Regions from separate parts of the Sus scrofa genome. Here region 2 is linked to region 1. Evidence: chromatin contacts called from public HiChIP or PLAC-seq data. All regions are on one chromosome and are shown on one strand. The core of a region is the stretch at or near the end of the contact, and the rest is flanking DNA. Distances in the headings are between cores, read along the strand shown.

What was found. HiChIP or PLAC-seq counts read pairs in DNA pulled down with a chosen protein or histone mark.
Region 2: a contact with region 1 is called in an H3K27ac HiChIP or PLAC-seq map of alveolar macrophages. The contact joins two enhancer-like sites. A contact is called at or near these places in 1 of 47 Hi-C or Micro-C datasets (heart right ventricle) and 1 of 2 datasets of contacts at active chromatin or transcription factors (alveolar macrophages).

Annotation. Positions count from the first base shown.
Region 1 is chr8:10,258,923-10,261,898 of Sscrofa11.1, reverse strand. The region is part of intron 4 of LOC102158082 (a long non-coding RNA gene); the gene reads left to right. Among named protein-coding and RNA genes, the nearest start is that of CPEB2, 150 kb to the left of the region's middle. Within about 2 kb of position 1,383, at least 12 of the 83 cell types and tissues checked have an H3K27ac peak or open chromatin away from gene starts, as enhancers often do. A contact at or near this core is called in alveolar macrophages, where this site is marked.
Region 2 is chr8:10,532,246-10,535,221 of Sscrofa11.1, reverse strand. No RefSeq gene overlaps it. Among named protein-coding and RNA genes, the nearest start is that of C1QTNF7, 120 kb to the left of the region's middle. Within about 2 kb of position 1,576, at least 52 of the 83 cell types and tissues checked have an H3K27ac peak or open chromatin away from gene starts, as enhancers often do. A contact at or near this core is called in alveolar macrophages, where this site is marked.

The DNA of each region.
Region 1 (2,976 bases), core at 134-2,633:
CAGAGCCAGCCCCTCCAAAAAATCATTCATAACATACTGAATTAGGTCTCTTTGATAATAGGAGAATGGAAGGTGTCTATCAGAAAGCAGCTGATAGGTGAGGGGGGCTTTGCTTGTGACTTATATGGGGGTGGGGGGGTGACGGTCCCCGCCTTTTCTGAATCAAAATGAAAGGGATGGGGGAGGGCAGTCAGCTAATAAACACTGGAGCTTTGTTTGTTGTTTGTCGTTGTGTTGTTGGCAGTTGAGGGCTGTTTTCTAACACAGCGCCTATTGTCAAGTTCGCCCGAAGCATTGTTGACGCTTGCTCAGTTTGGGTGCTTTGAAGGTCTCAAGTAAAACTTCTCCCTTGGCCATCTGTCCTGCCCCCTCCCGTCCAACTGTTTTCTTCTTTTTCCTCCTTTTATCAAAAATAAAATAAATCCCCAGAGAAGCAAAAAAAACTAAAAATCGCCTGTAATCTCATAAATAACCAGTTAACAATTTGGATTCTATAGGTCCATCTAGACACCGATATTATTTTTTTAATCAAAAAGGGTCAGATTTTGTCCCTTGAAACACGACTCCCCTCCCTACTTAACATGTTGAATTTTAGTCTATATCAAAAATTATATTCATATAACATTATTTTTTCAGATTTTCTATTACAGATTCAATTTACAAAGAATTCTACCAATCTCTTTTGGCTACCTTTAAAAAAATTTTTTTTTTTTTTTAATGTTTTATGGCCTGCTCTCGCACATGGAAGTTCCTGGGCCAGGGATTGCATCTGAGCTGCCACTGAGACCTACTCCAGAGGCCCAGCAACACCCAATCCTTAAACCCACTGTGCGGACTGGGGATCAAACCCAAGGCTTGGCAGCAACCTGAGCCCCTGCAGTCAGATTCTCAACCTGTTGTGCCACAGGGAAATCCAACCTCCCTTCTTTTTTTTGTTGTTTTGCCATTTCTTGGGCCGCTCCCGAGGCACATGGAGGTTCCCAGGCTAGGGGTCGAATCGGAGCTGTAGCCACCGGCCTACTCCAGAGACACAGCAATGGGGGATCCCGAGCTGCGTCTTCGACCTACACCACAGCTCATAGCAACACTGGATCCTTAACCCATTGAGCAAGGCCAGGGATCGAACCCGCAGCCTCATGGTTCCTAGTCGGATTCGTTAACCACTGAGCCACGACGGGAACTCCCCTCTTCTTTTTTTAATGGGGATAATTCAAAAGACCATAACATGCAGCCCTTTAAAGTATACAATTCAGTGTTTTTTAGTGTAGTCACAAGATTGGGAAACCACAGGAGTTTTCTAATTCAAGAACATTTCTATCCCTCCTCCCAAAAAGCACATGTCTGCTGGCAGTGTTTCTTCCTCCCTGTGGCCCTGGGCTAATAGTAACTCTAGTACCACTGAGACTCCAAGAGTCACTGACCCAATTCCTCACCATTGGATATGTAACTTGCTTACAACTATGTATGATTTCAAAAATCACTGAAATGAAGGGTCTGAAATTTTGATCCAATTAAATCAGTTTTGAGCTCTGTCTGAGTTAATACACACATGCTGTTTTAATTTGAAAAGGAGTGTTACATTTTTGGACAATGTGGTTTGGGGAAAATTTAGAATTAAATCTCAATCTGCAGAATTATAAACATTCTTTGGGGATTTCCCGAGTGTGGTCATTGCAAAATTGCTTTTGCAAATACTGCTATGAAGTTTGTCAGACGTTGGAAGTTGTGAAATTCTATTACTCTGCAGTTTCACAGTGGAGGTTAATTCCTTTTTTTTTTTTAAGGGATGCACCATAGCATATGGATGTTCCCAGGCTAGGAGTCTAATTGGAGCTGTAGCTGCCGGCCTGCACCCACAGCCATAGCAGCTCGGGATTCGAGCTGCATCTTCGATCTACACCACAGCTCATGGCAACCCCAGGTCCTTAACCTACTGAGTGAGGCCAGGGATCGAACCCATGTCCTCATAGATACTACTTATTTATTGCTGAGCCGTGATGGGGAACTCCCTTTTTTTTTTTTTTTGGAGGTCAATTCCTGATCCTCCTCCTACGGTAACAGTCATAATTGTGCTTTTGTGTCTCTCTGAGCAGCACTGGGACCTGGTGGGAAGGAGGGTGGGAGGAGAGATGTTCATAGTTTCTACGAGTAATTTTTTAAATTTGACTTGAAAATATAGACCTTAATCTGATATTAAAGGTCATTTTGCTGTACAGCATAAATTGGTAAAACATTGTAAATCAACTATAATAATAATGAAAAGGAATTTGGTAACAATATTTAAAAAACCTGTATACATTTGCATATATAGACTATATTTAAAAATTCATTCTAATAACAATAATTATTAATTATGTTATAATGATGCCCATGAATTAGGAAGGCATGAGGCTGTGAGGACCAGGTGTTGTGCTAAGGGTTTCATGTGCCTCCTTCATTCAACAACCTTGTGAAATCACCTACCAGATTGTTTAAGACACAGAGAAGGTTGGATTATTACACAACCCAAATGATGGTCAAATCCCAAGCTATTCTGCAGGCAATTGGGCAAGTCCATTTTTCCTCAGTAATTTACCCCTTCCCAGTGCTTGACTCACCCCCTGCACCTGTCCCACCCTGCCTCAGTGACAAAGCCAAGTTCTGCAGATCGTCCCTGATCTGATACCTGGAAACAATGAGAGGTGCCCTGTGCCTTAGGGGAGAGAGTGCACTGGTTTGAGCCTTGGTTCTGCCACTTCCCATGCCACAGTGGGCACATGACCATTCTGTAGCTCAGTTTCCCCATTTATGCAATGGGGGTATGAGTATCAACTGTATGCATTTATGAGGATACTTACATCATTATATTCAATGTAACTGATAAGTACTCAAACCCTTCATGATTGTCCTGGCAGAGATGGTGCAGCCTTGAAGTGACAGAACCAAGCTTGCCCCTGACCTTGGTACAGAAGAGGTCCGGCCAGCTAGCTCCACCCC
Region 2 (2,976 bases), core at 327-2,826, 270 kb before region 1:
AGAAACACACAGAAGGTGCAGAACCATTTGTTTCTAAATCACTCATTCAACTTTGCTCGTTCTTGCTCTGGTGACTATGGTTAGGGTGAGGTGTTACAGCCACCCACCCTTTCACCTGCAAGGGCTTTCCTGGAAATTGTCCAAAATACATTTCTGAGGTTAAAGACAGCTGCAAGTTACTTCCCTCAGAATAAGAAAGGTTAGGCTGAAAATAGTTCAGACACTTCAAACAGCAAAGATGTCCTTACATCACACATTCATCACAAGACTGTCACAAGGAACCCAGGCTGATGGAGCCACTGGCATCTCCAATGCGCTGACCACGGTGCTCTGAGGGTCCTGCCTCTGTAATTGAATGTGCAGCCCGGAAGTGACGTATCTCTCTTCCATTTACAATTTGTTGGTCAGTATCGACCATGTGGATCTCCCCCAACCTCACGGAGACAGGAAATGTGTGCCATCTTTTAGGGACCTGGAAATAGAGGACTGGAAGTCCGCAGCCAGCCATGGGGACCCGCCATTGATCCTTACAGGGGTGACGCTTTGACACTTGCTGGTGATGGAGTCACCTGTCTCATATGTGTAATGACCATTCATGGAGTTCTTGCTGTAGGTCAGGAACAGTGCCCAATGCGAGAGAAGCAAAGTTCTAGACAAGTTCTCTGCCCTCGAGCACAATATTGGAAATACACACTGGGGGGTATGTGCTTCCACCAGCCGCTTCCTCCAGCCTGAGGAGAGAGGGATGGGTTCCTGGAGGTGGTGTCCAAGGTGCGTCCTACTGGAGCAATCAGCCACGGAGAAGCTGGGGAAGAATGTAATTTCCAGTAAAGAGAGTGAGAGTTGAGACAAGCCAGAAGCAGCACAGCGTGTGCCAGCCCCCTCCAAATAGCACTTCTGCTGGAGCATCAGCTGTGAGGCAGGATGGCTGAGGGTGGGGAGCTTGGCTGGATGGAGGACCTTGCTGTTAGGAGGTAGTAACAGCATCCGGGGAAGAGAGAGTGAAGCCTGTTGCAGGGCGGGTGAAGTGGGGATGGAGGGAATTGCTTAGGTTCAAGAACCCGTGGAATCCTGCCCTCAGCTTTAAACTCACCCAAGAAGTAGCCGAGCATAGAGGGAGGGAAAGACCTGGCCGCTGTGTCCCCTCGCTTAGAAGCCAGACTTCTTTTGGTTTAATCCTGGCTCCCCCATTAAACAGCTGCGTCATCCCTGGTTAGTTATTTGCCCTCTGCGAGCTTCAGTTTTCCTGTTTCCAAGATGGGAATAATGACAGACGACTTGGTCTACGAGATTAAAGAAGTTAATATGTAAGGGGAGCTCAGGACAGAGGCTGCAGGGTGTGGACCACGGCTCCCAGCTCCCCAGGGGGTTCCTGCCTCTCCCAGCCAGGCCTGGCCTGTTCTGCCAGCTGAAATGTCAACATGGGGCAGTTTCTGTCTGAAGTCCCTGGGGACAAAGGACGCTTTGCGCCCCAGGACCTGAGCAGTGTCCTTCTCTCTGCCTCACAGAGGCCTTCCCTTCCTGGCCTGCAGGGTGGCCAGGCTCTGAGCAGCAGGCCACTTTCTGCTTAGTCACCCTGTCCTGCCCCTCTTGGCTGATGTCCAGCTGCCAGGTTCCCGGAGGGAGGAGCCCGCTCTCCTGAGCTGTTTCTGTTCCGGGGGCGGGGGGTGGGGGCACGGCAAACAGTGTTTTATTTGAGGCGATCAAAAAGTTTTCCTAAGAAACAGTAGAGGGTTTTTTTTTTTTTAAATGGGGCACTGCGGGCTGTTTGCCAGAGTGGTCTGCCAAACCATGCCAGTAGAGGAGGCACTGTTGTCACTGGGCTTTGTGCCATGAACTCGCATCCACTGACCGAAGCAGGAAGCAACAGCCCAGGAGAGCCTGGGTTCCAATCTTATTTTTACCATATAAGACAGATGCGCCCTTGGTGGAGGTTGCGAGATGCTCTGTTTCAGTTCCACAGCTGCCGCGCTGGTAATAATAGTTGCCGACTTTTTATGGACTCTCGCTAAGTGCCAGGCTCCCCACCATGCTTTCAAAGCATCTTCTCCTTCAGTCCTATCAGCTAGTGAACTAAGTTCCCTTCTTATTCCTGTTTGACCCTTGAGGACGCTGACTCTCAGAGATGTTAAGACACTTGTATGAGGTCACACAGCAGTAAGTGGGAGAGCAAACCACTGACACCAGGGACTGCAGGGACTGATGGGGACATGTGAGTCTCACACTGCGGTGTGTGAGACATGGCCTCCATTGGTGTTATTACTATTCTGTGTTCCTTAAATGCAGTGTGATTATCCTTTTAAAACGAAGGAACAACAGCAAAAAACACAAGGTAGCAACCTCATTTTCTAGGTTATTTTTCTCCTGAACCAGGTGAGGACGGGTCTTGCCTCTGGCCCACCGTCATTATGACATGGAGGGACAAGGAGGGACACAGGGGTAATGAGGCCACCCTCAAGCTGCCTATTTATTCTGGTTCTGTTTGCTTCTGGACTGTCTTAGGGTGACCTTGTTTTGAAGCAGAGTGACCTTCAGTCTGCCTGTCCTTAACTTTGTGGTTTAGGACAAAGTGTGTAGGTTGTAGAAATTGCACAGATTCCAGACAGGCTGACCACATTTAAAATCCCACCGACAGGTGCGGGACGCCCACTCGTTTAACTCTGTGTGGCTCAGATGCATATTACTCCTCAGAGAACAAGATTCTTCCTCAACCAACTTGGACCTGGGCTATTTTCCTTGCCAGCTCAGGGCCTGATAACACCAGGGCTTTTTTTTTTTTTTTTTTTTTAAACGTTTCCAAGAGTCATTTGCTCTTTTCCCAGAGCTTCCTTCCAGGGGCCAGAACTAGACCCCGTGGCTGAAGCCAAAAGTGCATTCTTCACTTGGTCACCACCAAAGTCAAATTACTGAGCAAGCAGGTGCAGATGAGGCCATCACCACACAAACTTAATTAAAAAAAAAATAGGTAAGTGACCC